Regions from separate parts of the Arabidopsis thaliana genome. Here region 1 is linked to region 2. The links are chromatin contacts, called in public capture Hi-C maps. All regions are on one chromosome and are shown on one strand. The core of a region is the stretch at or near the end of the contact, and the rest is flanking DNA. Distances in the headings are between cores, read along the strand shown. Region 1 holds the start of GATL10 (galacturonosyltransferase-like 10). Region 2 holds the start of UVH3 (5'-3' exonuclease family protein).

Region 1 (7,563 bases), core at 3,977-6,476, 170 kb before region 2:
TTAGTGTGAAAATAGGTCCAATCTCGGATCCGAGCAAAGATATAAGAAATAGTTCTAGAGTGTCGACTCTTAGCCGTTCAAGCTCTGCTAACTCGGTTACAGGTCCAAGCACTATAAAGAATCTTTCCGAAGACAACAAGCCGCAATTACCGTCGTTTAAGAGACTATTGGCAATGAATTTACCGGAATGGAAACAAGCATTGTATGGTTGCATAAGCGCAACTTTATTTGGAGCCATACAGCCAGCTTACGCATATTCTTTAGGGTCGATGGTCTCGGTTTATTTTCTAACGAGCCACGACGAGATCAAGGAGAAAACAAGGATCTATGCATTATCTTTTGTTGGCCTAGCCGTTCTTTCTTTCTTGATCAACATCAGTCAACACTACAATTTTGCATACATGGGTGAGTATTTGACTAAACGTATCCGAGAACGGATGCTTTCTAAGGTGTTAACGTTTGAGGTCGGTTGGTTCGATAGAGATGAGAACTCAAGCGGCGCCATTTGCTCTAGACTCGCAAAAGATGCTAATGTGGTAAGTCTACATAAAAATCTTTTTAACGAACAATGTTATAGTGTTTCTTGATTTTGCTTATGTTTTTTTTTTTGAATGATAAGGTGAGATCGTTAGTGGGTGATCGAATGGCATTAGTGGTGCAAACCGTATCGGCTGTTACCATAGCTTTCACGATGGGCTTGGTCATCGCTTGGAGGTTAGCACTTGTGATGATTGCGGTGCAACCGGTGATTATTGTTTGCTTCTACACTCGTCGGGTTCTACTCAAGAGCATGTCGAAAAAAGCAATCAAGGCTCAAGATGAAAGTAGCAAACTAGCGGCAGAGGCAGTTTCCAACGTCCGAACCATCACTGCATTTTCATCACAAGAACGTATCATGAAAATGCTCGAAAAGGCCCAAGAAAGTCCGCGGAGAGAAAGCATTCGCCAGTCGTGGTTTGCAGGCTTTGGGCTTGCTATGTCGCAGAGCCTCACGTCGTGTACGTGGGCTTTAGATTTCTGGTACGGTGGTAGACTGATACAAGATGGGTACATCACGGCTAAAGCTTTGTTCGAGACGTTTATGATCTTAGTTAGTACTGGTCGAGTCATTGCCGATGCTGGAAGCATGACCACGGATCTAGCTAAAGGTTCGGATGCGGTAGGGTCAGTTTTCGCTGTGTTGGATCGGTACACGTCGATTGATCCGGAGGATCCAGATGGATATGAAACAGAAAGAATAACGGGTCAGGTTGAATTTCTTGACGTAGATTTCTCGTACCCGACTAGACCGGATGTGATTATATTCAAGAACTTCTCCATCAAGATCGAAGAGGGGAAGTCCACAGCCATTGTTGGTCCAAGCGGGTCAGGTAAATCCACTATAATTGGCTTGATAGAGCGGTTCTACGACCCGTTAAAGGGTATAGTGAAAATCGATGGTCGCGATATAAGGTCGTATCATCTGAGATCACTTCGTCGACACATAGCTTTGGTTAGCCAAGAGCCAACATTGTTTGCTGGGACAATCCGAGAGAACATCATATATGGAGGAGTGTCAGATAAAATAGACGAAGCAGAGATCATCGAGGCGGCGAAAGCAGCGAATGCTCATGATTTCATCACGTCATTAACGGAAGGGTATGACACATACTGTGGAGACAGAGGAGTACAGTTGTCTGGTGGTCAAAAACAGAGGATCGCGATAGCTAGAGCGGTTTTGAAAAACCCGTCAGTGTTGCTTCTAGACGAAGCGACAAGCGCTTTGGACAGCCAGTCGGAACGTGTGGTGCAAGATGCTCTCGAGCGTGTTATGGTAGGGAGGACGAGTGTGGTGATCGCACATAGGCTGAGCACAATTCAGAATTGTGATGCAATTGCTGTTTTAGACAAAGGCAAACTCGTGGAACGTGGGACTCACTCTTCATTGTTGTCAAAAGGTCCTACAGGTATTTATTTCTCATTGGTGAGTCTTCAGACAACTTCTGGTTAACTTAAACCATGTCGTTTCATCGCTAATGAAATTATTTGTAATCAAATAAATGTCAAGAAGTTTAATTTTTAAAGCGGGCTACGATTTAAACACTATATATATAACAATGGAATGTAAAAAAGAAAACAAAGCTTGTTAATTGAATAGAAATAAAATAAACGTTTTCCCAAATCTCATCTCAAAGCTTGTGGCTTCTCTTTTTAAGTTTTTATCTAGAAGTTCTAAGATATATACATAACCCAATTCAATTTTACCCTCAAGTTTCAGTTGAAATCCAAATGATTTGCAGTTCCAAGAAAAATTATTAGTATCTACTATTTTTTTCAACTCTATATTTTCTTCTATTTTTAGTTGACTCTATTTTAGAGGAAATATACTTGACTTTGCTCCATTGTATGACTCTAAAATAGAGGTAAAGTGTAGAGATTGCTATTTTTTGCTCTATATATAGAGTTATTTCTACATTTTTCTTCTATTTATAGTTAACTCTATTTTAGAGTCATACAATGGAGAAAAATCAACTATATTTCCTGTAAAATAGAATCAACTCTAAAATAGAGGAAAATATAGAGTTAGACATTGGAAATGTTTTCTTGGAAATGTTTTAAGAAAACATTTCATGTCGATATCGTAAAATACTGGTGTGAGAAAAAAAAAAAAAAAAAAAACTCAAGCATGAGATCGATTCTTGTTGGATTAGCAATATTTAATTTGCTAACAAAAATAACATTGTAATTCATGATCTGGATTCACAAACTGCATCATATCTTCATACGTTGGATATTGCTCTATACATTATAGATGGGTCATGGGAGTGCGTGCAAATGGCATAATGGTGGTAATTAGAAGAAAAAAAATCCAAATTTAATGAGTAGGAAAAGAAAATTGTAACAAAAAAAAAAAAAATCATAGTTCTAAAATAGAATTTTAGTTATATAGTTAAACAAAATCACGTATGAATGTTTCTATTTCTCTACTGTATTGTTTAATTTTTTGGAAAAATACACTTAAATTTATATGATTATTATTATTAATAGGTTCAGTCACAAATGTATAAAGCACACGAAAAGAAAAAGAACTTTCGTTCTTATAGAAGTCTTAATCTCCAGCGCACGACATAAGATATTCATTTTCATATCTTAATAATCGATTGTCGGTTTGATATAGTTGAATTTCAATGGTTAACCAATTATTTATATTGAAATAAATTTATAGCCTTTATAGTAATTAATAAGAAAATTATATAAATTGAGCTGAATTGCCTCTATTATACTGTATAAAATTGCATACTATGTGTAATACTATTGAAAGCAACTCGTAACAGATGTACCGTAAGATTCTTTTCATTAAGTTGCTTCTAAATAAGAACCCGCTAGAATTGGTAATGTTAGGAAGTTTTGTAATTAGGTTAACATAATTCCAAAGTGTGAGATATATATACGCATTACAAAAGAATAATGACATTTCCAGCCCACAGCCGCACATACAGCTGTCTTCAAACATAACACAATATTTTTGTTTCTTATTTGTGGATTTAATTTTAATGAACAATTATAAGAAAATGTAACCTTTTTAGAAAGAAAAAAAAAATCAATTTTTAAGAAAGTAGGTTTGCATGATTAAACATAAAATCAAAAAAAAAAAACAGGTGAAAGTATAGTGGCTGCTTTCTGTAAAACCAAAAAACGAATAATTATATTCCAAATTTAAAATTTTGATTGTCTTTCTCATATCAAGTGTTCAAATTAATGAAATGATGAATATTATAAAGTTCTCGCTAATTGTGTTGATTAGTTCTGGTTAAAGTAAACTTTTAGTGCGTTGTTATTTTCTATTGTCCACAAAATTATCATAATTGTAAATTATTTTATTTATATTCTTCATTTGTATCGTTTAGAAAAGGAAGAAAAATATAGATATATAAATTCCATTCATATTATTAGAAGCCGAGAACATTTGTTCATGTGGAATTCGTATATGCTATAAATAGTAATAGTAGTTCAGAAAATTTGCTAATCCAAAGAGATCAATTTTTAAAAAGTGAATATTCCAACTGTCTCATAACATAAAATACTGGGTCCTGACGTCCTGTATAAATTTGCAAGAGTTAGATTTGTTTGGAATGATGCTACAATTTGTATACCATTGTCATCACAAGAGAAAATTAATAAACTCTACTTAGGGAAACAAACAAATTCTAGTCATAGAAATGGGTGAAAACCTGCAAATAAAATCCATTCAAACGAGGAATACTCACATGCTTATAGAGTAAACACAAACACTTTCTATAATTTCTTTAATTAGAAGTAGCATTGTATCCAATGAATGTGAGCTGACCATTTAAATATATCATTATCTTTTGGGCGTTAGTCAATAGTGAATAGGTTATATATAATTGTATATCGTAATATGTAGAGATGCACATGGAACCATGTGTTCATTGGACCATTATCAACCCATATTCTAAAATTGCTGGATTCCTACAACCTAACATACTTTTTCTTTTATATGTAACATTTATGTCGATGCGTGAAATGTCTACATTTACATGCGTATTCATTTAATTAAATTATTAGTTAATCTTTCATACTTAATATTTAATAAAACTTTATGTCAATATTGACTATGATGAGTTAGTTAAACCTAACATTTATTTCTGTAAACAAAAATAGGTTATACTTATATATCGTTTATTTAGTATCTTCATCTCCAAAAATTGACCAACTCGAAATTCTCAAAAAACATTTAAAAATTAAAAACTTTCCCTTGCCCCCTAAATTTAACGAGTTAATATGTATAGATCATTTGCTCTCGAAACTATAAAAACTCAAATTTTACATAAATAATCACGCCTCTAAACCGTAATTATTTATTTATGACCCCATTAATGTCAAGATCGGTCCTAGATATATGAAAAAACGAATGATTAAATCTTCTTTTTTTCCGAATAAATCTTGTGAATAGATATGCCATTAAGAGTTTTAATATAACGGTCAATATTATTAACTACATGTTGTACTTGTACATATGTAACTGGTCATAAATGTATCCTTAATCTTTACAACCATATACAATGAACAATATTCACCAATACACTTTTTTTGCAGTGTCTCAAATTCAATGTTTGTTATACATTGACTGTGAGATAATAAAAAAAAAGTAATTTTATGGGTTTCTAGAAATAAAATAAAATATCTAAGAAAAAACAATGATAGTGACAATAAAAGAAAACGAGTTTTAAAAGAGCGTAAATTGACTCTCTTCTTTACAAAACCGCGTTTCCTTTTTTGTCTTGGTCTTCTTCGTCGACCTTTCTCTTTTTCTTTCTCTTGTCCATAAATTCCAGAAACTTTTTTTCTAGACACTTTAGAAACACCAAACCTTAAAAAGAGCTCTGCTTTGAGATCTTAGCCATTAAGTTCTCTTGATGATGTCTGGTTCAAGATTAGCCTCTAGACTAATAATAATCTTCTCAATAATCTCCACATCTTTCTTCACCGTTGAATCGATTCGACTATTCCCTGATTCATTCGACGATGCATCTTCAGATTTAATGGAAGCTCCAGCATATCAAAACGGTCTTGATTGCTCTGTTTTAGCCAAAAACAGACTCTTGTTAGCTTGTGATCCATCAGCTGTTCATATAGCTATGACTCTAGATCCAGCTTACTTGCGTGGCACGGTATCTGCAGTACATTCCATCCTCAAACACACTTCTTGCCCTGAAAACATCTTCTTCCACTTCATTGCTTCGGGTACAAGTCAGGGTTCCCTCGCCAAGACCCTATCCTCTGTTTTTCCTTCTTTGAGTTTCAAAGTCTATACCTTTGAAGAAACCACGGTCAAGAATCTAATCTCTTCTTCTATAAGACAAGCTCTTGATAGTCCTTTGAATTACGCAAGAAGCTACTTATCCGAGATTCTTTCTTCGTGTGTTAGTCGAGTGATTTATCTCGATTCGGATGTGATTGTGGTCGATGATATTCAGAAACTATGGAAGATTTCTTTATCCGGGTCAAGAACAATCGGTGCACCAGAGTATTGCCACGCAAATTTCACCAAATACTTCACAGATAGTTTCTGGTCCGATCAAAAACTCTCGAGTGTCTTCGATTCCAAGACTCCTTGTTATTTCAACACAGGAGTGATGGTTATCGATTTAGAGCGATGGAGAGAAGGAGATTACACGAGAAAGATCGAAAACTGGATGAAGATTCAGAAAGAAGATAAGAGAATCTACGAATTGGGTTCTTTACCACCGTTTCTTCTAGTGTTTGGTGGTGATATTGAAGCTATTGATCATCAATGGAACCAACACGGTCTCGGTGGAGACAACATTGTGAGTAGTTGTAGATCTTTGCATCCTGGTCCGGTTAGTTTGATACATTGGAGTGGTAAAGGGAAGCCATGGGTTAGGCTTGATGATGGTAAGCCTTGTCCAATTGATTATCTTTGGGCTCCTTATGATCTTCACAAGTCACAGAGGCAGTATCTTCAATACAATCAAGAGTTAGAAATTCTTTGATTTATTCATTTTTTGGGGTTTTGGTATGGTAAATTTTGTGAACTCATTACATGGATTCTATGTTTTTTGTTATTCCTTTTTTAATGTACATACAACATAAATACATCGAGGATTTTGTTCAAGATATTGATTATTGATCTTCATTCGGCTTAAGTATTCTTTGCCTCATGAATCATGAGTTGTGTGAATAAAAATAAGCTTATATTATATGTGTTCTATTCCAAATCACATACCTATATTTAAGAAAATAGCAAACAGATTTTTATTTATCTAAATACATTTTCATATATATGCTATCAACCTAGTTAACTCTAAATAAGTATAATTGGATCATGTATTTTGTTTTGTTTCATTAAAAATATGTTTACCAAAATACAAAACTAGTTAGTAAGAGGAGAGATCTGCGGATACTTGAGGGGTTTTTTCATTAAAAATGCCAAGTAGAAACTATAATATGATTTTGCAACGATATTTGGAGCTTTTTGTGGTTAATAGAACTTTTTTTCTTGGAAAATTTGTATCAATAACCAACAAAAATTTAATAATTTACTAACTAACCAAAATAAAAAAATGGATGATATTCAGTATATTTTCTACAATATTTGCTATTATACCTGTTTCTTACCACCACAATCATCTCCGTCATCACCGTCGCCGCCGTCATCACTACCACTACCACCGTCGCCGCCGTCATCATCACCGCCGATGCCGCCGTCATCATCACCGCCGATGCCGCCGTCATCACCACCACCACCGCCGGTGGAGCTACAACCCTTACCGGAACGAGTGCCATCACCGGAGTCACCACCCCATCGTCGGGGTTCCCATTGTCACCGGAGCCTCCATCGTCACTAGAGCCACTATCGTCGCCGGAGCTACCATCGTCACCAGAGCAACCGCTGTCGCCGGAACCACCTCCGTCGCCGTAGCCACCACCGTCGCCGGAGCCACTCTATTGCCGGAAGGAGTGAGTTGTAATTAAATACCCCATATGTGTTAGTCATTGAATTATGCATATTATAGTGTTAAGTTATTTAATAACTTTAAC
Region 2 (6,916 bases), core at 2,440-4,939:
ACCAAATTGTTTGGTTATCCCTTTCTGACCATCTGCATTGCCCGCTACAGAAGTGTTGGACTGCTCACTTATAGCACCACTGGTTTTCAAGATTGTTATTTCGTCCAGAAATCTCTCTTCCTCAGCTTCACCAACCGTTTCCCTAGAACAAAGACTATCTTCGCTTGGCTTGTCAACAACAAGATTTACCCTTACTGATTGATTTTCTTCAAGGACATCCCCGGATTCCTTATCGTGTAATTCAAGAAGACTTTTCTTGATAGCCTCCTGCAGATCAGCTTCTTCTTCCAGATATCCTTTTGTGATCTTTGTTACTGTATCATTCTCCACGGAGTTATTGGCATTTTTACAACTATATTCTTCCCATGCTACACCCTCAGCGATACTAATGTCCTTGGGGATATGCTGATTGCTTAAATTCGCTTCAAGCTTAGAGACAGAAGTATTCTGTTCAACAGGCACTTCTTCCCAATCACTGTCAGAAGCCCACGGTGAAGTGTCTTCTTTAGGATCATTTTCTGTAGAACTAATTGTCACTGGTCCTCCCGCTGCCAATTGAAGAAACATATCATCTTCATCATTGAGATCTTTTCCACCACCATCATGGTCAAATGATATCTCTATGGAAGATGGAGGATGCAGCATGGAATCATCATTCTGGATCTCCAGGTCCACAACATCTTTCTCAACAGGTGATTTTTCAAGAAATTGGTCCTCAGTAGGAAAGTTCTCCCAGGCGCTGAATGTTTCATCATTCTTAGCCATAGAACCAGAAGCTGTTCTCTCCTTTTCTTTCATCAAATGTAAGTTCCTCTGGATATCACGTGTCATTTGGATTCCCATGTGTCTGTTCCTTATTCTAAAACGTCCCCTTTCATCTATATATACTTCAATATTTTCATCAGGATTTTTAGGTTCATCTCTATCCAACTCAATGGTAGCATCTGATTTTTTCAGCGGGGAAGCATTCTTGACGGAGACTGGCAAAGACTGTTGTGACGTTTTCTTTTGATTTTCATCATTTCTTCCTTCTCTGGCAGATGCCAGTACTCTAGAACAAATTAAATATATCAGTTATTTTCACTTTAGAAAGAACCTTATTCTTTAATAAGACTTCAAACTGAAACTCACTCTTTATCACCAGCAAAAGAAGACGAGAATATAAACTCTCTGTTTGCTTCCGAAGCTATCCTAGAAGTTTGAACTCCACCAACAGCCCTTCCACCAGCAGATCTCTGAACTTCATTTATTTCGCGACGGAAGGCTACAGTTTTAAGATATGCTTCTATTTGCAATTCAGAAAACTTTTCAGGGGCCTATACATAATTACTTCCATAGTCAGTGTTCCGCGTCTCCTTATACATAGAGATTCAAATACATAACTGGACCAAGAATGAGCCAGTGATTTATGTAACTCACCTTCTTGACCTTTTGGTACTTTTGCCGGTTTTCTGCCATCAATTTTTCTCTCATCTACAAGTAAAGACATTATTAAATAATCTGAAACGTCCATGAAATTTAACATGCTGCAAAGATATGGTGTAAATATAGTTAATTACCTGAGCAAGGAGATCAAGTTGCATGGATGGAGGGAGAGAAGCCAGAACAGCTGGGTCGATATTCCCATCCATTACTGGCTAGAAAGGTAGACAAAATCTTATTAGCAGATGAGGATGGTAAAGTATCAGATAACTCCTTAATAAAGACGAAAAAACGACACATAATTCCAAAGACATTATCATGATTCTTTACTAAGCAAATGAGGATTTCATCCAGAATAAGCAATTTTTCCCTTTGCAGAAAGAGGAGCAGACAAGTTGACAAGTGGTGTTGATTGCTTAACTAAAGTATCTTCAACATAACCAATTTATATCCCCTGAATATCTGTAACTTAAGCAACAATAAATAAAACAAGAGAAAGATGTAGTACGAAGACCACATATTACCAATAAAATTTCCTCATCTCCGTCGCTGTCTTCTTCCTCATCCTCCTCTGACGGGATTGCTGCAGCTGAAGTCGATGCTTTGCTAGTAAAGTTTCGTTCTTCTTCAGCTGCAAGGGATGCCGCCAACCTATATTACACCAAGACAGGAAAACACGAAATTACTCTTCAATCAAATAAACATCCTCAATCAATATCTCAATTACTCTTCTTACATCTCATCCAACTTTTCCTGATAATCCTTCCCCTGTACTGAGGAATCCTGTACAAGATTATCTAGGTCATCCCCATCCAACAAAACTCCCTTTCCCTTGGGATCATCCTTCTGCGAATCACCAACAAACAAATCATAGTCGTTATATAAATCTCAACAAAAAAAATCATTTACAAATTACTGAAGAAAGAATGACAGTAAAAGAATTGACATATTAAGGATTGAACATAAAAATACCATGACTAAGGAAGGGCATGTGAAAGCAAATAAATAACAGGTAAGACATCACAACAACACAGCGTCAAATAGATTTCCCAGCTTCTGATTCATTACCGCAAGATGCATGACTAATGGCATAAAATGGAACAAAAAGAATATCAACTATGACAGACATGCACAATTAGCATCAAATTATTTGGAGTTGGTCTGTGCCAACAAATCCCAACTAATGAACAAAAAAGGAATGAAGTGGATACTTAGTAACACAATTCACCTAAGTCAGTCCAACAACACCATCTAATGTATTTCTTTGCAATTCAATGTTTTAGTATTCACTTACCACGGACTCTTTGACAACATCATCAACACCAGTCTCTCCCACCAAAGATGCTTGAGATCTACAACAACTAAGCTCATTAAAGCAAATTCCACCAACAAAACTGAAATTCACGGTTAAAAAACAACAAAAATTTAACAGCTTACACTTCATCTAGCTTCTCCTCCTGAAAAAAACTCGCCCCTACATCATCTTCCTCCACAGGAACTCGCAAATTATCTTCCACAGAATCAGAAGACACACGTTTCTTCACTCTATCACTATCATCCTGCTTCAATCTCTGATTCTTAATATCTTTAGCTTGTTCCTTAAGCCTAATATCCTTAAGCTACAACAACAAAAATCCCAAAACCAACTCAAAACCTCACAAAAACTTGCTAATTATAACCAACCACACCAAATCGAGACTAAACAAACCCTATTAAGCAGCAATTTCTCAGCAGTCTTCCGGATTTTAGTCTGAGCGTTCTCACGTTGACGACGGCGAGCAATAACAGTACGACGTTTCAATGCCGGAGTAGCTCCATCAAAGACGAAGATCGGTTTAGTCCTTAGAAACAAAAGCTTACAAATCCTTCGAAAAAACCCGATCAAGTGTGCATTCTGAACCATATCTCCCTTCTCGTCACGCATCGCTTTGATAAATTGTACCATCCATATACTCGCATCTGCAAATTCGAACGATGAAGAAGAAGCCGGAAAAATAATACAATACAATTGAAGTTGATCGCCGGAGATTTGTTTACCGATGGCTAATCGTTTGTTGGCTAGGGTTTCTACGGAGACACGGCGACCAACAGGAGCAAGAAGCTCCCAAAGACCTTGTACTCCCATTTTTTTTTTCTCAGTTTCTTAATTTCTTGAGAACAGAGAGACTTCGCCGTGTAATTAAAAGCCCTTTATATACGTAGTGACGATCGACGGCGGTTTGAATTTATACGACGTCGTTTTCTCGTTCTCAGGCGTATATTAAAACACGACGGTTATATGTACAAGGAGTCAACAACGCCCGGTTTATGAGCTAAGTACACTGTCTCAATATTGGCCCATTCTAAAGTCTTTTTCTTAAGAAAGGCCCAAAGTCTAAGGCCTTGTTTTCCTTTTTTAAAAAATGTTATTTTGAAGAGACAAATTAGCTACATACCAATTTTTCTGAAAACAAATAAAGAAACAAGAGAAAATATTATTTTTTGTTGGAAAATGTCGAAAAAAACCCAAACTTTTAAATTTGAGATGAAAAAACATGAACTTTCAAGAAGACATTTAAATCCTAAAATTTAGTTTGACTTTTGAAAAAAATAATCAAGTTTCATACTTTCATTGACTTGGCCATTTAGGATATGTCAATCACGGAATTATCTTTCCGTTAGAATCTCCGTAAAATCAAAATGACGTCATTCTAGACATTAGAAAATAAGAAGCAAAATTTGTGATCAAGGGGAATCAAACATCTGACTTTTTGGATTCATAAGAGACACTCAACCATTTAGCTACATTAACATTATAGGATTTTGGTAAACAGAGTGTGTATATATACATAATGAATAAAAAATAACATAAACCATTAGAATATAGAATATTAAATATGTGACATAAAGTTTATACAATCCTTCTCATTTATATATATATATATATATATATCATTAGTACAATTATCACTTTTTCTTATAATTTAACTAAAATAATTTTTCTTTATTTATTTTCCATCTAACTATGAATATTACATCAATTTTAAGTTAGAATAATTATGTTTTATATTTATCTAATATATATTCATATTGATTCTAACTCATTTTCGATATGATATATTAAGGAGCTTTTTGAAAATATGGATTTTATTTTTCTTTTTGATCAAATTAAAATAGTACTAATTTGGATTAACTTGATGAGTAGATAAAAGAACAAAATAAGAAACATTGGTAGTCCAACCCAAAAACATAAAACATATCTAACTTATGTTTGACAAATAAGATGTTTGTTAACAAATAAAATTTTGTTTTCTTGACAAAATAGTTTATAAACAAAGTTAAACATTGAAGGCGTTGAATTTTCTGATTTTTGAAATTATAGTGACCTTCACTTAAAACTGATATAAAAATTCCCCAAAAAAAACCCATCAATTTCAAGTTAGAGAGAAAATTCAAATTAACGAATTGATTGAACTACTTTACTTGTATGTAAACACTCCTTCATAGCAAGAAAAACAATTGATCAATGAAATGACAATTTTTACGTTAAGACTTAAGATACACATATAATCCAAGTGGAGAGTAAATAAATCAAACAATTAATATTAAATTGAAATGTTAGATTACAAAGGTCAACCAAAATATATTATTACACTGAAATCAATAATATGAAAATTAAATTACCAATTAGTATGGTAATTGTCTCGAGTATAACCAGAAGTATTATTAAGTCCAAGAATTTACCTCGAAATAGAGCAGCAATAACTTCCCAAATACATCTTCTCGAGTATCTGATGATAGTAGAATTTTAATACAAAATTGTTAGGATGAGATGAAAAGATAAATCTTAGAAAAAGACTTATAAAAAAAAAGGAGGATTTTTATATACATCACTATTCATAATCATTAAGCATTTCACCAATATTGCTTCCATGTAATGACTTTATTACTTCTGCGCTGTGTAAACTGTTAGACTTTTCTCGCAAATTGTTCCAACATTTCTTGCAATGTATACGGTTGCAAATACAAATTAGTTAATACACCGATCAATATTTACAGCAAAGTATTAATCAAAATCATAAGAGATACTTTTTTACCTATTGATTTGGTGGAACTCATAACCTAACTATTAGCAATGATTGATAATTGTGATATAAGATCATATGAAAGTAGAGGTGTCAAATTAGTTAAACCAAATCAAACCAACTCATATATCTCATATGGAGTTAGGGAGACCAACCAACTCAATTAGCAAATAGTTTGGATTAATTCGTAAGACCATAACTCATTTAAATTAATGGATTGTATATTCTTATTACAATTTAAATAATTAATACTTAATTAATAACCATCATCATCATAATCATCATCACCATCACATCGAATTAACCATCAAACCGAGTGTCATAATCTTCAATAAGCATATTCTCATGTTCGATTTAAGCATGTTCTATTTAGCATGTTATCAAGGACTGTTCTCATGTTTAATTACCATCACCATCATCAAATCAACCGTCATATGAGTGTACAAATTTGATTTAGAATATTTTGTTTCGCTTTACTAAATCGGTTTAGATATTTAATTATGTTATATATGGTTTACACTCTATTGGGTTGGTTATGGATAATCCACTAATCCATTATAACCCAACCTATTTCAATCTAATTCATGAAACTCATCAAATCCTATCTACCAATATCCAAAAGTTCCACTCTTTTTATCCATGGATTTTGGATTAGTATGGATTGATCCATATAAACATCAATTTGAGAACAATAAAAAGTTAGTTGAGTTATGATTATGTGAGATGGTTACCTTCTCTTATATAGAGCATAAAGGAATGAGTATGGTTTTTACGGCTAATTCTTGTTTAGAGTTGGAGCAAAGATCTCTTAAATATTATGCCTTAGAAATTGCAATATTTATGTGGTTCAAAAACAAAAACAAAAATTCCAATCTTAGCAAGATTCGTTCGAATTAAGATTTCTTTCTATGGTAGTGTTATCTCTCTTTCCAATGGATAACTGGGATCTTATAATAACAATTGCAATAAAAAAAATGGTGAATAGATACAAAGTACTGAATAAAAATCTAAAATGTTAGTGGTCGGACGATGAATAGTCGAAGATGATGATTTTTTATTTTACTTCTTTATTAATTGGAAAATCAGAATAAATAATAAAACTGATTTAAATTTAAATAAATTAAAAAATCATATTAAAAAGAAACAAAAATCACCAAATTCAAGAAGGATATACTGAATAAAAAATAAAAAAATTCACCAAAATGTCCTTCAAAATTTTCCCGCCAAACCAAATTCACTAAATTACCATATTTATTATATTTTGTAATTATTAATTTAAAAAAATATATTTCATTTGAGTGTTATTTTTGTCCAAAAAAATTTTGAGTGTTATATTTGTCCAAAAACTTAGTATGCGGCAATATTAGATATAAAAAAAAAATATTTACTTACACTAAAAACAATATCTTATACTTACCTTAACCAAATTT

The links. Capture Hi-C pulls out chosen DNA fragments and counts their contacts.
Region 1: a contact with region 2 is called in a capture Hi-C map of seedling, with 2.1 times the contacts expected there. A contact is called at or near these places in 1 of 26 Hi-C or Micro-C datasets (leaf) and 2 of 3 other capture datasets (seedling and shoot).

Annotation. Positions count from the first base shown.
Region 1 is chr3:10,588,348-10,595,910 of TAIR10.1, reverse strand. GATL10 (galacturonosyltransferase-like 10) reads left to right here and starts at 5,226. Exons shown (of 1, transcript NM_113753.5): 1 at 5,226-6,964. The coding sequence starts at 5,418. The coding sequence ends at 6,515. AT3G28335 reads right to left here. Exons shown (of 3, transcript NM_001338951.1): 2 at 7,141-7,467; 3 at 6,896-6,916. The coding sequence ends at 6,896. ABCB15 (ABC transporter family protein) reads left to right here. Exons shown (of 7, transcript NM_113754.3): 6 at 1-536; 7 at 620-2,221. The coding sequence ends at 1,990.
Region 2 is chr3:10,420,952-10,427,867 of TAIR10.1, reverse strand. UVH3 (5'-3' exonuclease family protein) reads right to left here and starts at 3,689. Exons shown (of 17, transcript NM_001338929.1): 1 at 3,460-3,689; 2 at 3,131-3,381; 3 at 2,860-3,041; 4 at 2,717-2,774; 5 at 2,159-2,268; 6 at 1,947-2,073; 7 at 1,560-1,637; 8 at 1,420-1,473; 9 at 1,132-1,316; 10 at 1-1,051. The coding sequence starts at 3,547.